Linked DNA regions of Rattus norvegicus: region 2 is linked to region 1. A link is a contact called in public Hi-C data. All regions are on one chromosome and are shown on one strand. The core of a region is the stretch at or near the end of the contact, and the rest is flanking DNA. Distances in the headings are between cores, read along the strand shown.

Evidence for each region. A called contact is a pair of places that touch in the nucleus more often than the background predicts.
Region 2: a contact with region 1 is called in a Hi-C map of liver, with 4 times the contacts expected there. The contact joins the promoter of Fgfbp3 here to the enhancer-like site in region 1. A contact is called at or near these places in 9 of 12 Hi-C or Micro-C datasets (the A7r5 cell line, Schwann cells, frontal cortex and 5 more).

The regions. Positions count from the first base shown.
Region 1 is chr1:243,962,096-243,965,889 of GRCr8, forward strand. It overlaps LOC134485232 (a long non-coding RNA gene), which reads right to left. Exons shown (of 3, transcript XR_010063254.1): 1 at 3,374-3,794. Among named protein-coding and RNA genes, the nearest start is that of Tnks2, 17 kb to the right of the region's middle. Within about 2 kb of position 1,821, at least 34 of the 93 cell types and tissues checked have an H3K27ac peak or open chromatin away from gene starts, as enhancers often do. A contact at or near this core is called in liver, where this site is marked.
Region 2 is chr1:244,057,032-244,060,892 of GRCr8, forward strand. Fgfbp3 (fibroblast growth factor binding protein 3) reads right to left here and starts at 1,543. Exons shown (of 2, transcript NM_001109165.1): 1 at 1,471-1,543; 2 at 1-1,186. The coding sequence starts at 1,122. The coding sequence ends at 370.

The DNA of each region.
Region 1 (3,794 bases), core at 571-3,070:
TCCCAGGATTCTTTATACCTCCTGGAGGTCCTACCTTCTATTCTACCCTGTCCCATAGGCCATAGTTTGTTTGTTTTCTTTTAATTGAGAAGTGATGCAATTGATTACAAAACTTTTCAAGAGACAAATGCTTCATTCTGTCAAGAAAGAAATCCACGGTACATGAGGCATATTTTAAAACTATGACCAGGGCCACTGAGATGTCCTGAGTTCAAGCTCAGAGACCCTTGCAAAGGCAGAAACCCTCTACGAAGTTCTCGTCCGGCTCCACAAATGGGCCTGAGGATATTTTGCATATGCCAAAATGAACACATTGTACGTGATCATAATAAGAATGCTAATAAACTAAAAACGCAATCAAACTCTGTAGCATAGCATCAAACTTCTCTCTTGGAGCTACACAGACAGATGTTTAAAGCGTCAGCATCTGCCCTGACAGAGCCAGATGTTCTGCTGGGGGGATCTCTCCCAGATTCCTGGATTTGCATTCAATTCAAAAGCCCCAAACTATCAAAGTTTGTCAAAACCTGTGCCCCTCTTTAGTATGAGGAAGAAAACCCAGGATTTTGTGCATTCAAGGTGTGGGCTCTACCACTGAAAACCGCAGCCCCTCCCCCATTTCTGATGACTCATAATTGTGAATTAGTTCTAATTTAGAAGGAAATTTTAAAAAACTGCATATAAAATCTAACGTAGCTCAAGCACCCGTAACCGAACCTACTGCCACACTATTTATAATTTCAGTAGCCTTTGTTATTAAATTGTTACTAAAGTGTTAAGTCTAAATTGAAGAATTCATCCATTCTAAAAATCCAGTGATCGGCGAATAGACCGCAGCAGTTAAACGTTAATGGTGGCTGGGAATGTACCTTGCAGTCAGAGCATCTGCCTAAAACAGCACTTCTCAACCTGTGGGTCTCCACCCCTCGGGGGTCAGAATCGCGCCCTCTCACTGGGGTCACCTGGGACCATCGGAAAACACAGATATTTACGTTATGATTCACAGCAGTAGCAAAATTACAGTTAATGAAGTAGCAACAAAAATAACGTTATGGCTGGGGATCGCCACAGCATGAGGAAGTGTATTAAAGGGTCTAAAGGGTCGTAGCATTAGGAAGGTTGAGGACCACTGGTAGAATATGCAACACCATGGGTTCAACCTCTACCACTATAGATGGTGAGAACAAACTGCTCGTAAAGACGCACCGACACACACCCATCTACCTCAAGGCAAACTCAGTCCAGTGCTTGTGAGTTTCCTATTCTCTAATCTAAAGGCTGGCTCTATTTCCAGAACCAGGGAATAAAGGCCAATGCTCACCCGACTCGGCCCCGCCCAGCCCAGCCCCGCCCCGTCGCGCCCCGCTCCACCCCACCCCACCGTACCCGCTCCTCTCACCACTTTCAGATCCACTTAAGTAGTATCTGAATGTGGATTTTGTCTTGTTTTGGTTTCGGGGTTTTGTTTACTGCTTTGGGGGCTGAGGTTTATTATTTAGTACTAGAGACTGAACCAAAGGCCTCGTACATGCTAAGCAACCACTCTTCTGCTAAGCTACATCCCCAAGCCCTTCTTTTTTATTGTTTTGTTTTGTCGAGACAAGGTACATAGATCTGTCTGGCCTGGCGCTCACTATATCGGCCAGGCTGGCCCTGAACTCACAGAGACCTCCTTCCTCTGCCTCCCGAGTGCTGGGTAAAGTTTTACACATGCCAACATAACCAGCCTAGCCATTTTCTTTAACACCCTTAAATCAACACTGCAGTTTTCGGTTGGGCTGAGCACTCGGATTCCTTTTATTTGCTGATCCTCAAATATTTGCGGAACTATTTCCACTAGGTGGCTGTCTTCCCCAAGAAGTGTCAGAGCTATGCTGGCTTCTGGTAGTTTGAAACAGTCAAACCTTACATTTTACAGAGGTAGGCATAGAAGCAGTCATTTAATAGACATTCTCATGCAAGTATCAACCTGTGCCTCTCTCTTATGCCTTCACACTGGGAGGGAAAGGCAATATGTTTAAACGTGCCTTCAAAACAGGAAAGAGGAATTTTTGTTTGCGATTGAAAATATTTTTAAATGTACTTTTTTATTAATGTGTATGTGTGTTTGTGAGTGTATATTTGTATGTGTGTATTTGTGTATGTGGTGTGTGTGTGTGTGTGTGTGTGTGTGTGTGTGTGTGCAGGTAGATAAGTGCCCACATGCATGTCTGGTACCCATGGAGGTCAGGAAAAGATATGAATCACCTTATAAAACATGTGAATTCTGGGAACCAAACCTAAGTCAACAAGTTCTCTCAAACACCAAACCATCTTTCCAGTCCCCTGATTTTTTTTAAGGCTGTGTAAAGTAGGGGCTGAAGGGGTTGGAGAATGGCTCAGCAATTAAAGGCTGCTTGCTGGTCTTGCACCCATCAGGAGGCTCCCCAACTGCCTATAACCCCAGCTCTGTGGGATCTGACACCCTCTTCTAGCCTCTGTGGGCACACGTGTGCATGCATTATACACATACATGCACACACAGAGAATAAATGAATGAATAAGTAAATAATTTAAAGTGAATCTTTAATTTTTTTAAAAAGAAGGTTGAAGAGATGACTCAGAGGTTAAGAGCACTGACTGCTCTTCCAGAGGTCCTGAGTTCAATTCCCAGCAACCACATGGTGGCTCACAACCATCTGTAATGGGATCCGATGCCCTCTTCTGGTGTGTCTGAAGACAGCTACAGTGTACTCACATACACAAAATAAATAAATAGATTTTTTTAAAAGAAGGAAATGTGAAGTGTCCATCTATCCCACTCTTTGACAGATTCCCAAAGGATGCTAAGTCCACACACCACAAGATACTTGGACACCGTGTGTACAGTGGTACTCTTCATGACATCCAGGGAGTGGACAAGGTAGGGCAACAATACATCTGCAGAGAATCTCACAGAGCTGGAAGAAAATTGAAATTATGTCATCTGAAAAAAAAAAAAGATGCAGCTGACAATGATCATGCTCAGTAAAATATGACAGACTCAGAAAAAGCATCCCATTTTCTGTCATATATGGGACCTAAGTTTATGCTTGCACGTCACAAAACTAGAAAGCGGATGAGAAGAGGGGAAGAAGAGATCTTAAGAAAGATGATGGCAAGCCAAAAGGGTGACTGACTGGAAGGCAGGCAGGCAGGCGGCTGCACGGGGAGGGAGAACAAGAAAGGCAGTAGAGGAAGAAAAAAGTGAAAACAGTGGATAATGACACGTATGTGCGAAGTCGCCGTCACCCGTGTTCTTTGTATTATTCTATGATGGCTAGTGTCAATGTGACAACATCTATTACCACCCAGAAAGGCTGGGACAGTGAGGATGTCTGTGGGAAGTGCTTACCGTTAGCTGATGTGGGAAGACCCATCTTCATTGTGGGAGGGACTTCCTGGACTTTAGGAAGAGAGAACAGGAGCTGAGTAGCAGTCAAACTGCTTGCTGATCTGGCTCCCTGTCAGAAGGCTCCCTGGTTGTCTCTTACTACAGCTCCAGGGGATCTAAAAGCCTCTTCCAGCCACGGTGGACACTGGATATGTTCTACACGCACGCCCGCACGCACAGCCACGATGGACTTCTTTTGAACCATGAGTCAGAACAAGCCCTCTCTCCCTTAAGTTGTTCTTGACAGATACTTCATCATGGCTAAGACCCTAACTTTAAAAACTTAAAAACAGGCCTATAGCCACAGCCGCCGCTGTCACTGCAGCTAGAAGAGACCCGGTCGGAGAGACCCTGGAGTCTGACGGAGATGTTTCCTGAGAGG
Region 2 (3,861 bases), core at 293-2,792, 95 kb after region 1:
ATTCAACATGACTCAGGTTCTTACGCACAGTTCATTTAAAAATGTGGTGATATACATTGTATCCCACTTCCTAGGAGAAATTCGCACCTCTTTAGTCTTCTCATTCCCGCTATTCAGCTTCTTTTTGCATAATATATATCTGTTTCCAGTATTTCTTCTGCTCCTTAAGGCAAAATTGAGATGCCGCAAAAAAAAGCTCTCCTGCTGACTCAGATTCTTCTCACCCTGACCTGCTGCCCTATTTTGGAATCCCGACTAGCCTACCCTCCATCCCAGTTCCTAGTCTAAAATGCCCTACGCCTTCCGCCCCGGCTGCGCTGTCCTCTGCTCCGCAGCACCTGCCCCTAGTGCTCCTGCCAGCCCGCAGCCTCAGCCATTCCAGAAATTGACAAAGAAGTTGCAAAGGGAGTGCCACTTCTCAGTGCAGTAGGTCTCAGTGAGCTCGGCATTCTGGTCCAGCCCGTTGGGCTGGAGTCCGACCGCCTCAGGAGTCTCCGGAACCGGGTCTGAGCCCGCCTTCCTCCCGCCTGAGTTGGACTTCACCAGCAAGGGCTTCTTTTCGGGCTGGGAGCTCGGGGACCGCACCGACTGTCGCGGTCGAGCCCGGCTCCGCACCCTGGGCCGGGGCTCCTCGCTAGGACGTGCGGGCAGGCTGGAGTGCGCGGGCGGGTGTAGCTCAGCGCTGGCCGTCTTGTGGGCGCACAGGCGCGGCGGCAGCGGCGCGGTGTCCAGGCAGGGCCGCGGTCTCCTGCGCAGCGCGCCCAGCAGCCGTTTCCAGTAGTGCGCGCTCCGGGAGCCGGTGGCCGCGCAGCGCTCTGGATACCCGCGGTAGGTGCAGTGCAGGCTCGCCCCGCCCGGGACCTGGCAGCGCAGGGCCAGCTCTCCGCCCGTCGGCGTCCCCGGGGCGGGCACCAGGAGCTGCCAGCTGCACGCGTGCTGCTCTGGGCTCACGAAGCGACCCAAGGAGCCGTCTCTGGGGCCGGAGGCCCGGGCCACTTCCCTGCCAGCCGCCCCCTTGTCCCTCCCGGCGGCCGAGAGGAAGCAGCCTCCCAGCAGCAGTAGCAGCGACAGCGGCGAGAGCGACGCCCGCGGCCTGGGAGGACTCACGCCCGCGTTGGCCATGCCACTCCTCTGGGATTCCTGGAGCCTCAGCGCAGGTAGCACGCGGTGAGGAGCATCCTCGGATCTGCGAATGAAGGCTCCAGATGAATCCCGCTCAGCCCTCTCCCTGGACACAGGAACCTGCCAACTCCCCTGACCCGATTTTCCCCGAAGCAAGTGTTCTGCTAGCAGCGAAGAGCCCCTCTAAAGAGCTGCCTTTCCTAAGGGAACAACTTAATGTTTAAGGAATCGGTTTAAAACTTTCACTAAGATAGAAAAATGAAGCTTAATGATCGCCCTCCCAACCCTACCACCAAACTGTCTACAAAATCATTTCAGGTTAATCGGATACCTGTGCTTTTCGCTTACCGAATTCCAGAAGAGGTGGAGATAGAGCGAATGACTGCATAAGGGATTAGTCTGCTTTATACGGCTGTCTGTGAATTAACCTGTTATCAATGGGACAGAAGGGGCCTCCCCCTTCATGCCCCTCCCAGACTTCTCTCACACTAGGTTTCACCCGCTGCTAACACACACAGAAGATACAACGGCGAGCAGACTCACTCCGCCGCAGATATATAATAGAAACAGCCATGTAACATGAAATATAAAATGCTGAATTTGCTTCCACCGCTGAAAATAAGGCAAATGTTAACACAACTTTCTTTCCTTTTGAAACTTGTACATATTTATCTGGTCTATATAGTTAAAAAAAAAGATAAAATGAAACAATATTCAGAACCAGATGCTATTCGCAGTTTTCTTTTTTCTTTTTGCATCGCACGTTATTTCTTGTATGTGTGTACCCCAGGGATCCAACTCGTTTGTAGGGCCCAGTGGGGTGGCAATCACCTTTGCCTATGGAGTCGTCTCAAAAGTCCCACTATTTTCAGTCTATTTTTCTTATCACTCAGTTCTGTATTTTCATCAGTACACCTAAGCGGGGGCATTCTGGTTTTTTAACTATTTGGGATATGGTAAATTAGTTCTAAATATCTTTCAAAACTCAAAGGTCCTAAAAGAACTAATTGCTTTGTGGTTGGAAAGTAATACAAATCCAAGTGGCATAATTAAGCACTAACCCGTTCTTCGCCTGCCTCTTCAGGAGAGGGGTAGACTTTGGGTCGAGTTAGTTTTGCTGTGTGTTTATTTTTCTTTGCAAGTTTTTTATAATAACATTTATAAAATTAAAAAAGAATTTTGTTTACTCTTATTGTTGTGTGTGTGTGCTTGAATGCTACAGCGCATTTGAGGAAGCCAAAAGACAAGTTTCAGGAATCTGCTATCTCCTCCCACCTTGTTGGTCTCAAGAATTGAAGGATTCAACTCAGATGACCAGGCTGAGCAGCAAGTCTCTTTAATTTGCTGGGCCATAAGACGCCCTTTTTTTTAAAACAGGGTCTCTCCTGCCTTGAGTTCATTGTGGATCTGACTGTGACCTTGACCTTGTATTTTAAGCAAAGTTACTTTTAAACTTTGAGATTTTTATATTCATCTCACCTTTAGCTCCATAGTATATGTGGTCTTTTTTTTTTTTTTTTTTACTTTAAGAGTTTATTGCCAAGAGGCTGGGGAGACCCATGTGAGGGTAGGAAAAGAGGAATGGCATCACAAAGTTGTCCTGTGATCTCCATTCAGGCGCATACAAGTAATACACACAGTAATAATAAAAAGTTATTTTGATAAAGCTCTTATTTCTCCAGGGAATGGGGATGTTTCTCACTGGTAGAGGACTTGCTTAGTGTGTTCAAGGTCTTTGACTTCTCAGTACTGAGTTTCCTTATCTAATTTTGGTATGTGACCTTAAAGATGTGCACCACCTTGCCTGGCTATATGAGTTTTTTTTTTTTTTTTTTCTCAGTATTTTTTTCATCTTTATTAACTTGAGTATTTCTTATTTACATTTCAAGAGTTTTTTTTTTTAAAGATTTATTTATTCATTTATAAGTACACTGTAGCTGTCTTCAGATACACCAGAAGAGGGCATCAGATCCCATTACAGATGGTTGTGAGCCACCATGTGGTTGCTGGGAATTGAACTCAGGACCTCTGGAAGAGCAGTAGGGTGCTCTTAACCGCTGAGCCATCTCTCCAGCCCAAGAGTTTTTTTTTTAATCCCCCACTGTTCCACATTCCATACCTCCTCCCCGCAACCCCCACCACAGTCAGAATGTCCCCACCCCATCAGACCTCTAAACTTCCTGGGGCCCCCAGTCTCTTGAGGGTTAGGTGCATCTTCTCTGACTGAGCCCAGACCCGGGAGTCCTCTGGTGTATATGTGTTGGAGGCCTCATCTCAGCTGCCTGGTTGGTGATCCAGTGTCTGCGAGATCTCAGGGGTTAATTGAGATTGCTGGTCCTCCTACAGGGCTGCCATCCTCCTCAGCTTCCTCCAGCTTTTCCCTAATACAACCAGAGGGGTCAGCAGCTTCTGTTTTGGTTGGGTGCATCTGCATCTGACTCTTTCAGCTGCATGTTGGGTCTTTTGGGGAGCAGGCATGGTAGGCACCTTTTTGTGAATATCCCATAGACATGACAGAATGGATACAGAAAATGTGGTTCATTTACACAATGGAATATTACTCAGCTATTAAGAACGAGGACATCCTGAGTTTTGCAGGCAAATGGATGGAACTAGAAAATATCATCCTGAGTGAGGTAACTCAGACCCAAAAGGATGTGCACAGTACGTTCTCAGTAATAAGTGGATATTAGCCAAAAAAAGTACAGAATACTCAAGATACAGTTTACAGAATTCAAA